Linked DNA regions of Mus musculus: region 2 is linked to region 1. Evidence: chromatin contacts called from public promoter capture Hi-C data. All regions are on one chromosome and are shown on one strand. The core of a region is the stretch at or near the end of the contact, and the rest is flanking DNA. Distances in the headings are between cores, read along the strand shown. Region 1 holds the start of Lmbrd1 (LMBR1 domain containing 1). Region 2 holds the start of Ptp4a1 (protein tyrosine phosphatase 4a1).

Region 1 (6,680 bases), core at 841-3,340:
TAGTCGGACTCATGGCCTTGAACGTAAGGGAAGACAACGCTCTCGGTTTTAGATTGCACACTGCCACAGAACCTGAAGAAACTGGTATGTGCTAGCTTTTGGTGCAATCACAAAGAACATCTCCAGCTACCAAAACAGTCCTCTACTTCTGACTAGGTTTTGTACACACACTTCAACCAAAATAACTTTCTTGAAGACAGAACGAAAAGCAGACATGAATACAGCTCCTTTCTAATAAGCCAAGCACTAAACAGACTGACAGTAATTTTTGTTTGTTTGGGGGTTTTTGTTGTTGTTTTTTGTTTTGTTTGTTTTTTGAGACAGAGTTTCTCTGTGTATCTGTGGCTGTCCTGGAACTCACTCTGTAGACCAGGCTGGCCTTGAACTCAGAAATCCACCTGCCTCTGACTCCCAAGTGCTGGGATTAAAGGCGTGTGCCACCACTGTCCGTTTAATTTTTAGTAAATCACATTTTGCACCTCGCAACAGTACTTCTCTACTGCCGGGTTGTTCCTGATTCAAGGCCACAAACTATCCAAAGGCTACTTTTCCACTGGCACTTTCTTCCAACAGTATCCTCTCCCAAGTCCTATTTCCCTTATAAAATCATATTTTCTCTTTCAATGCTTAAGATCTCTATTTCCTAACTTATGATCAGCCCCCTCTTAAAAAGCCACTTATTATTTTGTTTGTATCCTCCTAGATAAAACTACTGTATCCACAGTAAAACTACTGTGCTTTAAATGCTTTTTCATTAATCAAGATACTCCAACTCTACGTTCCTGCTGGTAACATGCTTATTTTTCACTAAACATATGGGCTGGGAAAGCCAGTGAATTCTCTCCTAGTACAGGGCTAGATAGCCTCCCTCCAGGACACAAGCTAAGCATGGCCCAGGGCAATGGGATTTGTTAAAGTGAAGGGAGCATGCCAGTACTAAGACTGAATTTAGGGTTCCTGAACATGCAAGGCAAGTGTCGTGTGCGTGTGTGTGTCTGTGTGTGTGTCTGTATCTCTGTGTGTGTGTGTGTGTGCGCGCGTGCGCGCGCTACCTGATGAAAAACTGAAAAACTTGACTACCTGAACAAACTACCCAAGGGTCAGTATAGGGAATCTGAAACACATCGGACGAGTTTCAAAATGCAAACACTAACTGACCATAGGACTGAAGTCTTTGTAGAGTGGGGAAGGATTTGACAATATGAAATGTCATAAGAGAAGCAAACTAAACGAAGTCAGAAAGTAACAACCAGGTCACTCTGAGTCACTACAGTTGGGTTTTGTGCACCCAATGATCAGAGAAGTCTGGAAAAGAAGGCACCTGAGGTCAGACAGGTAATAACCTCCCGCCTGGCCAAGCGGCTCTACAGCGTTCTAAGTGGAATGTAATACCTAGAACGTGACACTCACGTCATCAAGGCAGAATCGCACAATGGGCGCGGGGAAACAAGGGGGGGCGGGGGGGGAAGGAGGCATTTAAACAAATAAACAATTGATTCTGTCAGAGCCCAGAAGCCTGGCCCAGAGGCGGTGAGGACTCCAATTCAAGCCGTGATCACGCCTTTCTCCACCCCGAGGGTCGCTCGTCCCCAAACTCACCCGCCAGCTACATTCTCAGACAAGAGACAGAAGCTGGCTGAAGTTAGGAAGGAGACCGCGGAGGATCAGCGCCTCTTCGCCTTCCTCCGGAGACCCTCGCGGACCCAGCAGAGAGCAGGGCGGGCGAGGAGGGTCCCCGACAGGCGAGGCCAGCGCTGGCCCGCCCTCCTCCTCCTCCCACCCCCTCACCCTGGGAGAACTCGGAGCGCCTCCCCTACCAGGAGCAAGAGGCCGAAGATGCACCAGCCGATCACCAGCTCGGCCGCCGCCGCCGCCATCTTCGCTTCCGGTCCGGATAAGCCCAAAGGGGTGGGGAGGGAAGGCACGGGACGGGACGGGACGGAACGAAGAGGGACCCGGAACTGCGCAGCCTAAAGGTTAAAGGGGCGGAGGGGCAGAGCGGAGGGTTGCCAAGGAGACCCGGCCCGCGAGCGTCCCCTGGCGACCAGCCGAGCCGAGGCGGGGCGCACCCGACGCACCGTGACGTCACCACGCTGCCCGCCCACGCGCGGCCTGCGTGCCACTTGATCTTGCTGGCACTCTAGGAGCTTTACGGAGGCAGGGCTGTGTCTGTGCCTCTGAATGTAGAGTGACATTACGGGTTTTCATTGCTTCCAAAAACAAGGTTTTGATCCCATTATGCAATCAGAAGTCATCCTGGTGCAGGAATGACTCAGAATAAAAGAATGTCATCTGCCCAGATGACTTTATAATTTGCTGATGACCAGGTCACGTCATTGCTTGACGGCACTGTGCTACCACGTGATGTTTCGTTTTGTTTTGTTTTTTCCATCTGCGCGTACCTGTGAATTTCCATGATGGTTTCATACAATTAAAATGTCCGAGTCTATGAACTGTAGGTGCTAATAATATGCTCAAGTGAACAAAACAGAGATTGTTGTAAATCTTATGTGAAGCTGAGGGAAAACCTGGGATGCTTGCCTGGGTCCCGTGGTGTATTAGTGTGTATTTAAATTGAATAAACAAACCCCGGCGTGATATTTAGTTTTGATTGTGGACGTTTGTCTGTGGGCTTGATACAATGCAGAACCATCTCGGAAGACTCAGTGACAAATTGTCTCGAATACATTGTCCTGTGGGCTTGTGAGGGATTTTTTCCTTTAATTGGGCTGAGGTGAGAAGCCCCACCCTGAATGTGGGTGGTAACATTTCCACATCCCTGGACCAGAACTGAAGACTTACTTAGCATGCGTGCATAACTCATTGCTGTGTGCGCTTGACCTTGGATGTGAGTAGCCACCTCTAGTTCCTGCTGTCTATAACATCACCACAACAATGCGCTGAAACCTTGCACTGTGAACCCAATAAACACTTCCATCCTTAGGACACTAAGACACTTAGGATGCAGTCAAAACAGTTTATGGATGAACTCCATCGTCGCTATAGTTTATTCTGCTGTGATATTATTACTCACCTTGGTCTTATTTCTGACTGGAAGTCTGCAGTAGTTAAGGGTTGGGTAGAAGTGTCGAAATGAGAAGAAAGTGGAAACAGAATGTGTTTTATATGAACCGGTCCCATCAGAAACTCTCTGGTGGAAGTGTGTGTCCGTCTCTGAGATCTCATGTGTGTCCCCAAGTGCATCACCAACAAGTCATGCTTGTGCTTTACTTCTTGAGCCAATGCCTTTTAACCCTTCTGTAGTAGGCTTGCTGGTTAGAGGAGATATCAAAAACCACCTGAGACCAGTCATCCCTGTTGTCTTCAATGGCCCAAATCCTCTTTGAAAACGATCACATAATCAGTAATTTTGTGAGCACAAGCTGTTCCTCCTGAAGCTGCATTTCCCTAATTCTGCCATGGAACAAATAACTTACTTTTGCATATTTCCATAGGATTCAGATCCCATTCCACATTGGTATGAATCAGACAACACCTTTCTCTATATCGTAGTATTATGTCCATTTTCAAATAGGTTCCTTGAGACCTCTTCCATTAGGCAGTTGTCCATCACTAAGTGAAAGTACTTGAGATAATCAATTTATAAGTCTTATTATGGTTTATGATTTCAGAGGTTAGAACCCATGGTTATCCAATCTATTGCTTTGACTCATGGTGTCTTACATGGTATATTATGTAAGACTGTGTGGTAGAGAAAAACTTTACCTCATGGCAGCTGAAGAACAAAAATAGAGGAAGCGACTGAGTCCACTTGTGGTGGTTTTGTAGTTCTACCTCCTCTGTTTCCTCTCTAAAGTATCCAGACACAGCTGATACACACCAGGTTTGAAGGATGAAGCAGCATTCGGAACCAGTGGGGTCTACAGGACTCCAGTCTAGTGTGAGCAGGTGCCAGGGAGAAGGCCTTCTCCAAGGATTTTGATGAATAGCTCTCTTAGACCATCTTAGCTTGTGTACATACCTTTCTTCAGGGAGGGCTTGTATGCGTACACTTTATTCAGGGCAGAGAAGGACTATATATGAGCAGAGAGAAAGAGAGAGAGAGAGAGAGAGAGAGAGAGAGGTAGAAGATGAGAGAAACTGGATTCCTCAGACAAGGTTCCAGAAAGGGAAGCCTTGCTGGTGAAGGAAGTCTTCCATTTTGTGTGGAGATCAGAGGAGCTATCCCGACCCGACATGGTAGACTATCCCTTTCATTTGCAGGCTTTCCCCACAGGTTTAAATAGATATGGCTCCAATAAACTCATGTGTTTGAATGCTTGCTGGGCCCATAGGGAGTGACACTGTTAGGAGGTGTGGCCTTGTTGGAGTAGGTGTAGCCTTGTTGGAGGAAGTGTGATGTATTGTGTGGGGGAGGGGCTTTGAGGTCTCCTATGCTCAAGCTACACCCACTGGGGCTCCCAGTCTCATTTTGCTGCCTGCGTGGATCAAGATGTAAAACCCTCAGCTCCTCCAGCATTATCTCTGCCTGCGTACTGCCATGCTTCCCACCATGATGATAATGGGCTAAACCTCTGAAACTGGAAGCCAGCCCCAATTTAGTGTTTTTTTTTATAAGAGTCGCTGCGGTATCTCTTCACAGCAATGAAACTCTAACTAAGACACCTCTCAAAGGTCATGCCTTTGGTGGCCTAATTTTCATTAGGACCCACTTTCTGTGGTCTTTCCACCTCCCCAAAGCACTGCATTCTGGGGATTCCATCTCCTTCAGTACTCAAGTGTTTGCCTCATGTTTCAGATCCAGACTATGGATTTCTGTCATATGAGATTGCTTCTAATCCGTTAGTTATTTTTTTAGCAAAGGATTGCCAAAACTGTGTACACAAATATGCATACATTTCTCTCAGTCAGCAGCATGGAAGAGTGCATAATTTAAATTCAAAGCTCTGAATTAGGTTGTAAAGCTGACTGTATGGGAAATTCTAGGCAAGTAAGGCTGGTTTGAAGCTTCTCTCTCCCCCCTCCCCCCTCCTTTCTTTTTGAGACAGGATTTCTCTGTTTAGCCCTGGCTGCCCTGGAACTCACTCTGTAGACCAGGCTGGCCTCGAACTCAGAAATCCACCTGCCTCCGCCTCCGCCTCCGCCTCCGCCTCCGCCTCCGCCTCCGCCTCCGCCTCCGCCTCTGCCTCCGCCTCCCAAGTGCTGGGATTAAAGGCGTGCGCCACCACTGCCCGGCTCTTGTTCTCTTAAAGGCAGGCTAAATTTACAGAATGATTCCATAGTAGGATGGTGTATAACTAGCTTGGCTGGAAGGTCTGTTCTCCCAAAGTTCAGTTAGATATGTTCATAGAAATCTATGGCTATGGTTAGCCAAAGGGAGAGGCTTTTTACAGCTCAAGAAAAGTGAGTGGGAGAGTGGCCGGGAGGGAGGGAAAGTGATATAATGCTGTTTAAATTAAATACAGAGAGATGAAGAGGGGTTGGAGAGATACCTCAGGGTTAAAAGAACTTTCTGTTCTTCCAGAGGTCCTGAGTTCAATTCCCAACAACCACATTGTGGCTCACAAGCATCTGTAATAGGATCTGATGCCCTCTTCTAGTGTGTCTGAAGACAGCTAGTGTACTCATATACATTAAATAAATAAGTGATTTATTAAAAAACATTAAAAATAAAGATAGTTAGGTGTGTGTGTGTGTGTGTGTGTGTGTGTGACTATCTCTCAGGTGATTGTAAACTTTATCAGATTGATATAAAGTGTCAAAAGAATGTAACTTCTGCTGAAGTGGATTTTATTGTGAATTCTCTTGGCCTAAACAGGAAGACTAGAACAAAAGACAATTTTTTTTTTGGTCCTCAAATACTCAAAACTATGCCGTAGAGAGGCCTAGGAGACATACACATGTGCCCATAATCCTTTTATGAAGTACTTTTGGAAAAACAAAGTTAGATTCTGATTAAATGACATAAACTGGAAGAGAAAATTAAATATATATATATATATATGTGTGTGTGTGTGTATAAGAATTAGTAGAAAGAATAAAAGGCATTGAATGTATTAATAAAGAGGAAAGATGGACAAGCAAGAAGAAAAAGTAACATCATTTGGATACAAAGTAGAAAATAGAAGAAAGGTCAGACTTGGTGTCTTTGAAAGCTAAGCTATGGGACAGAGTGGTTTCTCTGGGCCGGTGGCTGGGAAGTTGAAGTGGGCTGACCCAAGCCCAGTGGAGAGGGGTCTCCAATGTAAAGGATCCCACAGAACTGAGCAGGGGCTTAGCCCTGCACTCATCAAGATAACTCTGTAAAAGAAACCAGACCTGGATATGATTTGTACCTGAAAATCATACGCTTAAGCCACAGTGAAGTTCACCTATGTGTCCAAATTAAGTATATAGTTATATGTCCAAATTAACCACTTACACTGTACCTGGATGCTGACATTTTCATATTTTTTAAAAATAACTAAGCATCGTTAAGTCAAATTTGTGAGACACATTGCTCTCTTGGAAACGGAAAACACTGGACTAAGTTGAAATAAGCTTTAAAGTGTGTCTTTCTGGCTGTCATTTTGTCTCAAAGATAATCCTCCTTTTGAATGACAATTTCTTTCCTTAGCTAGTTTAATTCCTTCCGCCAGGTTGCACTGAAGTTTTGCTCTCTGGTGACTGTGCACATGTCAGTCTTGATTCTCGATGTGTTTATATAGTTTTTAGTTCCC
Region 2 (6,649 bases), core at 1,077-3,576, 6.3 Mb before region 1:
CTAGGTAATGTTTTTGATACTTAGCATATGCTGATAAAAGCTCCAAGGACAGGTTTTATTAAGGAGCTTCAAGTGGCCATCTTGTTTGGCAAAAGTGGTTCCCTTCCACTTAGGATTTCTGGAGTCTAATCACTAGATTTTCAAGGTTGTTTTCTTCTTTTAAAGTCTGTTAAATAGAGGTGCTTAATGTGCCAACCACAAGTGGGTAAGTCCTATTGACTTGGTCCACAGGGATCTCCTTGCTCAATGTTGGGATACTTACTCCTGGGATCAGCTTCCAACTATTCAATGACTAGAACAGACACCCTCAGCAAACAAAGAAACCAGCCCAAGACACCAAGTAACAGCAGCTGCCAAAGAGACTCTGACTGCCTTGTGAGAATTGAGTGGACTGACCAACAAGTTTATATCTGGTTTAAGATACATTCTTTCAGCAGCAAAGGATGGAAATCTGTCCCTTTCCAAAATAGGACTGGGTGATAATTCCTTATAAAAGGATAATCCCGGTGGAGACAATTCCCCTTCCTGAGAGCAGAAGCCAATCTTCTAGGGCTCAATGAGGACAGCTAACCAAGTACCATACATCAGCAAATATCGTCAGCAATTACGGGATCTGTGGATTACACAGCTCACAATTTGCATCACGAGTTCTACAAGGAAACCAAGACACTGATTTACCTTTGCTTGCTATTTGCTCAGTTATTTTAGCTCACCAAATTCCCCTTTGGAAAAGGTGTCATTATTTTTGTTTTACAGTGTTGACCAACCTTTGGAATAGGGGAGGCAGATTTAATATGCCTAAGTATGTTATTAATACAAGTTGGCCAAGCTAGTCACTAATTATTCTGCCCATGTTTTTCCAAAGCTTAAGTAACACTTACCCAAAGTCACTGGTCATATGAAAGGTTTTAGTTCTGTAATACTCAATCTGTCTTCGGTTGAGTTTCCTGGTCTGCTCAACTTCACTTTACTGTTCAAAGACTTTTCTTTTAATCTCCCTGCATTTTCTTAGGACTTACATAATTTAATTGTTACCTCACTTTACCTCTATTTGTGAAGGGATCTATGCTTCAAGTTCTTGACTTTAAATGGATCCCTGGCCAAGCAATTTTTAATGACGATGAGTTGCTTTTTGTTGTTGTTGTTGCTGTTATTAAAGGTCTGCCCCCCCCTTTTTTTAATGTACTTACGTTGCTTACAGATTGCATGTTTATAAGACATTTAAGTAACTATGCAAGGAAGTCTCTAAATAGAAGTGCTAATAAATCACAAAATTCGGTACACAATAAGAGAGAGCACAACTTATGATTTCTCCGGCCTAATGTGCAGAAAAACAGGGAACAAAAGGCCTCAGTGTTATTGGAAAGCTGAGTTCTCCAAAGCAGGTAAAGGTCCTGTTTACCTGTCCTAGACAAGCGAGCAGAAAGGGTTTTCAGATAAAAGCTGCCCTTGTATGATCAGAAACAGCTGCACTCAGGCTTCACTTAGAAGCCTAGATTAAAAGGACACTGGAACAGGACTGAAGATCAACAAAAGGGGAAAGCTTAGCTTTTGACGCAAAAACTTACATCAGCCCTTGATAAAGCCGAAGATTCTTAATTTAAAAAGAAAAAGAAAAAAAAAAAGCTTCCCCTTAGCAAAAGCTAACCTTTCATTATCTGAGAATGAGCAGCAGTACAAAGGATGCATGTGATTTCGAAATGCCACAAACGAGCCAACTGCAGTTGCCAGAATCAGCAGTTTAGGGGTGTAACCTAAAAAGAAAGGGGGTGGGGGGAGAAGAAGAAAGGCTAGGAAGCAACTAGGCTTCACGTGCCTCGAAAGAAAAAAAAAAAAAAAAATAGGGACATTTCCTGGGTTCCACCGGCTAATCTCTGCGGAGAGCCTTCCCACACGTGGAAGTGCCCGTGGTGACGAGAATCCCTAGTCCCAGACTAGGGCCGGGCTCTGGAGCGGTGAGTCAGCCGCCCAGCGGTCATGCGACATCAATATGGAGTGATGACGGAGATCCCCGGGCGCAAGGGCCAAGGTAAACCGTTGGCCAGCGCGACAGAGCTATGGCCTCGGGCTACAGGGTTCCGCCCGCCGGAGAGGCGTTCCAAGTTGAGGCGAACTCGCGGCTCTAGCGACCGGAGCGTTTGGTGGCGAGGACCAGCCAGCACACCGCGCCATTCATCAACCGGTTCGCACCGGTGGCGGCTGCCCCGAGTGACGTCTGCGTCCCGGGCCCCGCCTCGAGCCGCAGGCGTCCCGCGCCGTGATTGGCTGCCGCCTGTGCGCACGTCGCGCCGGCTATAAAGGGGCGGACTTGTGACGCAGGGGCGCCTGGGCGCGCGCATTGGCTCTGGGCTGCGGCCGGCTCGGCGACGCTCCTCGGGCAGCTCACTGCATGGTCGTCTGGTGCCCCCGCCGCCTGCATCCCCGCCGCCGCCCCGCGACGCCCACCGCCGCCTGCCCTGCCGCCGCCGCCTGCGCCGCCTCGGGACCGGCTGTATGATTAGGCCACAATCTTCAATGAGTAGACATATTCCTGTGAGTACCGCGGGCCCGGCCTTTGTTAGAGCGAGCGACCGAGGAGGGAAAGGAGGGTGGCCGGGCGACCGAAACGCCGGCGGCGGGGCCCGGACCCGGAGCGACCGGCAGGGCAGCCCAGCGGCTTTGTGCGCGTGCCACCCTGCGGCCTTTGTTCCGAGAAGCCGCGCGGGCGTCGTGGACGTGGCCGGGGCGGGGCGGGGCTGCGGGGGGACCGGGACCGGGCGCCCGGGGCCTCCCAAGATGGCCTCGGTGGCCGCCCGCGCTCGCCACCGTGAACCCGTGATTGCGGACCTCGCGACTGTGCGCGCCGCTCAAGCCCGGGCTTGCCGATCGCCGCCGGGCTTCGGTAGTGGCGACCCGGTCGGCGGAGGGGGACTCTGACTCGGCCCCGAGGCGGGCTGCGCGTGGGGCGGTCCGCTCTTGGGCTGGAGCAACAGGAGCTGCTGGGCAGAACTGCGCGGCTCCTGTTGAGCGAGCAGCCCTGCACCATTCCACCGCTGGCGAGCTGAAATTTCCACGGTGTCGGAACGGTCTGTGCGGTGACCAGAGGTCTGGATTCCGGAGCTTAGGGGTCATGAATCCTATCCTGGCTTGCTTTTTTTAATTATTATTATTATTTTGCTGTTTGCTTCGTGCCGGCTAAAACGGTTGGAAAACCAGAAAATCGCGATCTGTTCCCGGAAGGAAACAGCGCTTGCACACGCGCTAGATTGGGCGCGTTACCTGAAACCTGAGTGTATTTGGAACAGAATTGGATAAAGCAGATGATCCCACAGACTGGTTTGATTCTAGAGTCTGACAGACTGAAGCTAATGCTACACACATACACACACACAAATGATCCTTTTTTTTTTTTTTTTTTTTTTTTGCTTATGGTGCATGCAATTAAAATGGGACGATCTCGTCGTGTATCTTGGCTGCCTATCATGTTGAGGTTTTGCCTGTGAGGGAGTGGGAGGATATTATTAAGAAGGATTTCGGTGGTCTCCACTGTTTTAACAGAAGTGTCCTCCAGCCACTGGGTGGCTCCACTCATTTCAAAGCAGTTCAGGAAAATTTTTTTCTTGCTGCCCTCCAGCTTCCTAATGGAACTCTTTAAAAGCTATATCGGACCTGTGTATGAATGTTCAATAAAGTGCCAAATTAACAAAAACAAGGAAGAAAAAAATTTAGGACCATTTTATATACACGGGCAAAAGATTTTTATATATGCAATATATATACATATGTATGTATTTATATATATATGTATATATATAAATAAATAATATTTTTGAGATTATTGGAGGGAGTCTGCTCTCTGAAGTATTAATCTTTACTGGTAATTTACACTGGGTTTTTTAACGCACTGAATAGATGTACTTTGTGAGGGCACGTGTCGGGAATAAGTTGTCTTGCTTGTGGTACCTCCTAGTAAATAAGAGTTTGGGGGATTAGTTCCTTTGTTTCACTATAAAAATAGTCAGGGAATTTTTGACTGATTTTTTTGTTTGTTTGTTTGTTTTTTTGTTTCAAGATTTTACTTGAGTAGTTTGCTCTGAAGGACAACGGTTGTCATTGAGTGTTCTTGTTACTAAGTGCAACTGCTTTTCTTTCCACCACAAACTGCCTAGAGTAGATAGACCTTAAAGGGTTTTGTTAATTCCCATTTTACTTCTATTGGGTTTATCTGAAAGGCTTTTATGCATAGACTCTGAAAAAGTATCGTATGACTATGAATATACTAGTTGGTGCTGGCACCAATCTGCTTTAGCTTTTTTAAGGAGGAACTTATGGAAATGTATCTGTCAATGATCATAGTTATGGTTACATTGTTTGAGACCATTAGAAAGTCTTGATTTCCTCTTTTCATATTTGAATTGGATTTTAGCTTTGCAGCAGAGAAGTGGAATTGGAGTTTTAAAATAGCAAAAAGATAATATTGTGTATATTTTATTTGAACTTGTCTTAAGTAGGATATGTTTGAAGATCTAAGTAAGTCCATAAGTCCGTATTTATAAGAGCCAATCTGATCCAAAGAGATGGCATAAAAATTCTTAGGATCTTTTAAGAAGGAGATTGCTTACAGTTTCACTTAGAGAATTATCCTGCAGTGCAATGTGGTTTATAGAAACAAGATGGCCTGGCATTCTAGGCAGCCTCCCTACTGATGAGTCCTAGCGTCTTGTTTAAGTCTGATCGATTGGGATGGAACCCACCCTCCCTCCCACACACTTCACTCCAGAGGTTAGTGACAGTGCCAATTGCAGACTGAGAAGCTTTACCTAAAGCTATAACTGTGCTTACACTATTCTTAAATGTAAAGGAGCTGCTACAAAATACAAAAAGGCAGGCCCCCAAATTTAAACTTTAGAGACTAAAATGTAAAGGGGTAATTGCATTAAAAGTGTTTTTGTTTTGTTTTGTTTTGTTTGGAAGAAAAGCCATACTCCTTACTTTGAACCCAGTAGCTTAATAACATAAAATATGAAATCAGAACTAGTGGGCAGTTGAAATCACTGTCTGTGAATTCTGCAAGCGTCAGACCACATGGCGTCTAGAGTAGTGTCTATGAACAGCAGGCTAAGGCAGTATAGAAGACACAATTCGGGCCAGAATAAAAGTGTAAAGAGAGACGGACTAATTAATTAAATCCATGTGTCTAGATGTGTAAGTGGAATTCCTATGTAGCTGTGACTCTGAGTTCTTGATTGTTGAGAGCTTCACTTTAATGGGCTTGTGATTGCTCATTTTAGGCCTATTGATTTAAAATGCAGTAACCTTGAATTTTGTAATGCAAGTAAAAGTCAAATTAGCTTGTCTCTAATTTGAGCAGCTGTGTACTTAGTGGAAAAAGCATGACATATTCCTTTTGAATTAGAAAATAACTTTTTTTCCCTTTCTTGCTTTCCTTTTCTTCTAAACAGCAGTTCTGTGGTGTTCTCGGTCACACATTTATGGAGTTTCTGAAGGGCAGTGGAGATTACTGCCAGGCACAGCACGACCTCTATGCAGACAAGTGAACTGTAGAAATTCATTACTACTCCACCAAGAAACCCCCATAAGAGTGGATAACCTGGACACAGGCGTGTTGAATTGAAATCTGCAGAGCATTTGACAAGAGCTCAGACCTGGATGGGGTAAACCTCAGTGCACTTCCTTTGTATTGCCTCAGTATTACTGGATTGAAGACTCACTGCTTCTTGTTAGGAGGTTCATTTCATTGCCCGTTTCTCCCAATTCATACTCAAGCACTGAGAATTTCAAGTGGAGTATATTGAATATTGAAGTAGACTTCAGGTTGTTTTTTGGTTTTGTTTTGGTTTTTTTTTTTTTTTTTTCTGTTTTGGTTTTAAATCATTTCTGTATTCAATTTTTTAATTCTTTCATAACCCTATTGGGTGTTTTTTTAAACTAAATTAACATGGCTCGAATGAACCGCCCTGCTCCTGTGGAAGTCACATACAAGAACATGCGATTTCTTATTACACACAATCCAACCAATGCGACCTTAAACAAATTTATAGAGGTAAGATACAATTTTTAATGTCCTAATTGATGACAGTTAATAGTGGGTCTGCTTGAAAGTGTCTAGCTCTCGCTCCCAGAGAAGAAATATTGGAACGGTAGAAGTGTGCTACACTTGAGAACTATGTAGCCCTAAGTTTGCTTAGTTAAATTTACAAGGCACAGAGTTTTTCCTATTTCTTCTTAGCCTAGTGTTGTAATCTTCCATTAGTTGGTGTCTGATTTTATTTGTGCTTTAAGTCTAGTTTTTAGCTGCTAATTCTGCTATTTTCTGATGGCAGATAATGAGGCCTCCCAACTTGCTTGTACTAGGAATTGGAATTTAATGCCAAATAATTTAATTGAGCTTACATTTATAAAGTATAAAAATCTACATATGCTTAGATAGCAAATAGAGAAATATTTAAATGTTACATAATTTTTTAAATTTTGAATTACAATGTTTCTAATGTCAGCAGGGTTGAGTTATAATTACTTAATGTGTCCTTAGGCCTTAAGTTTTTATGATGGCTTTTTAAAACTGAAATCGTGACATAACTCTCAGACTTAGGTCTGAGGAGGCTCAGTCAGTAAAGCAGTTCACTGCTCATGTAGAGAACCCTGCTGC

The links. Promoter capture Hi-C pulls out the DNA fragments that hold promoters and counts their contacts.
Region 2: a contact with region 1 is called in a promoter capture Hi-C map of pre-B cells. The contact joins the promoter of Ptp4a1 here to the promoter of Lmbrd1 in region 1. A contact is called at or near these places in 2 of 39 promoter capture datasets (cranial neural crest and pre-B cells) and 1 of 484 Hi-C or Micro-C datasets (CD4 T cells).

The regions. Positions count from the first base shown.
Region 1 is chr1:24,673,954-24,680,633 of GRCm38.p6, reverse strand. Lmbrd1 (LMBR1 domain containing 1) reads right to left here and starts at 2,090. Exons shown (of 16, transcript NM_026719.2): 1 at 1,818-2,090. The coding sequence starts at 1,877.
Region 2 is chr1:30,945,432-30,952,080 of GRCm38.p6, reverse strand. It overlaps Ptp4a1 (protein tyrosine phosphatase 4a1), which reads left to right and starts at 2,326. Exons shown (of 6, transcript NM_011200.2): 1 at 2,326-2,532; 2 at 5,442-6,043. The coding sequence starts at 5,939. It overlaps LOC115487084 (a long non-coding RNA gene), which reads right to left and starts at 2,210. Exons shown (of 1, transcript NR_164183.1): 1 at 743-2,210.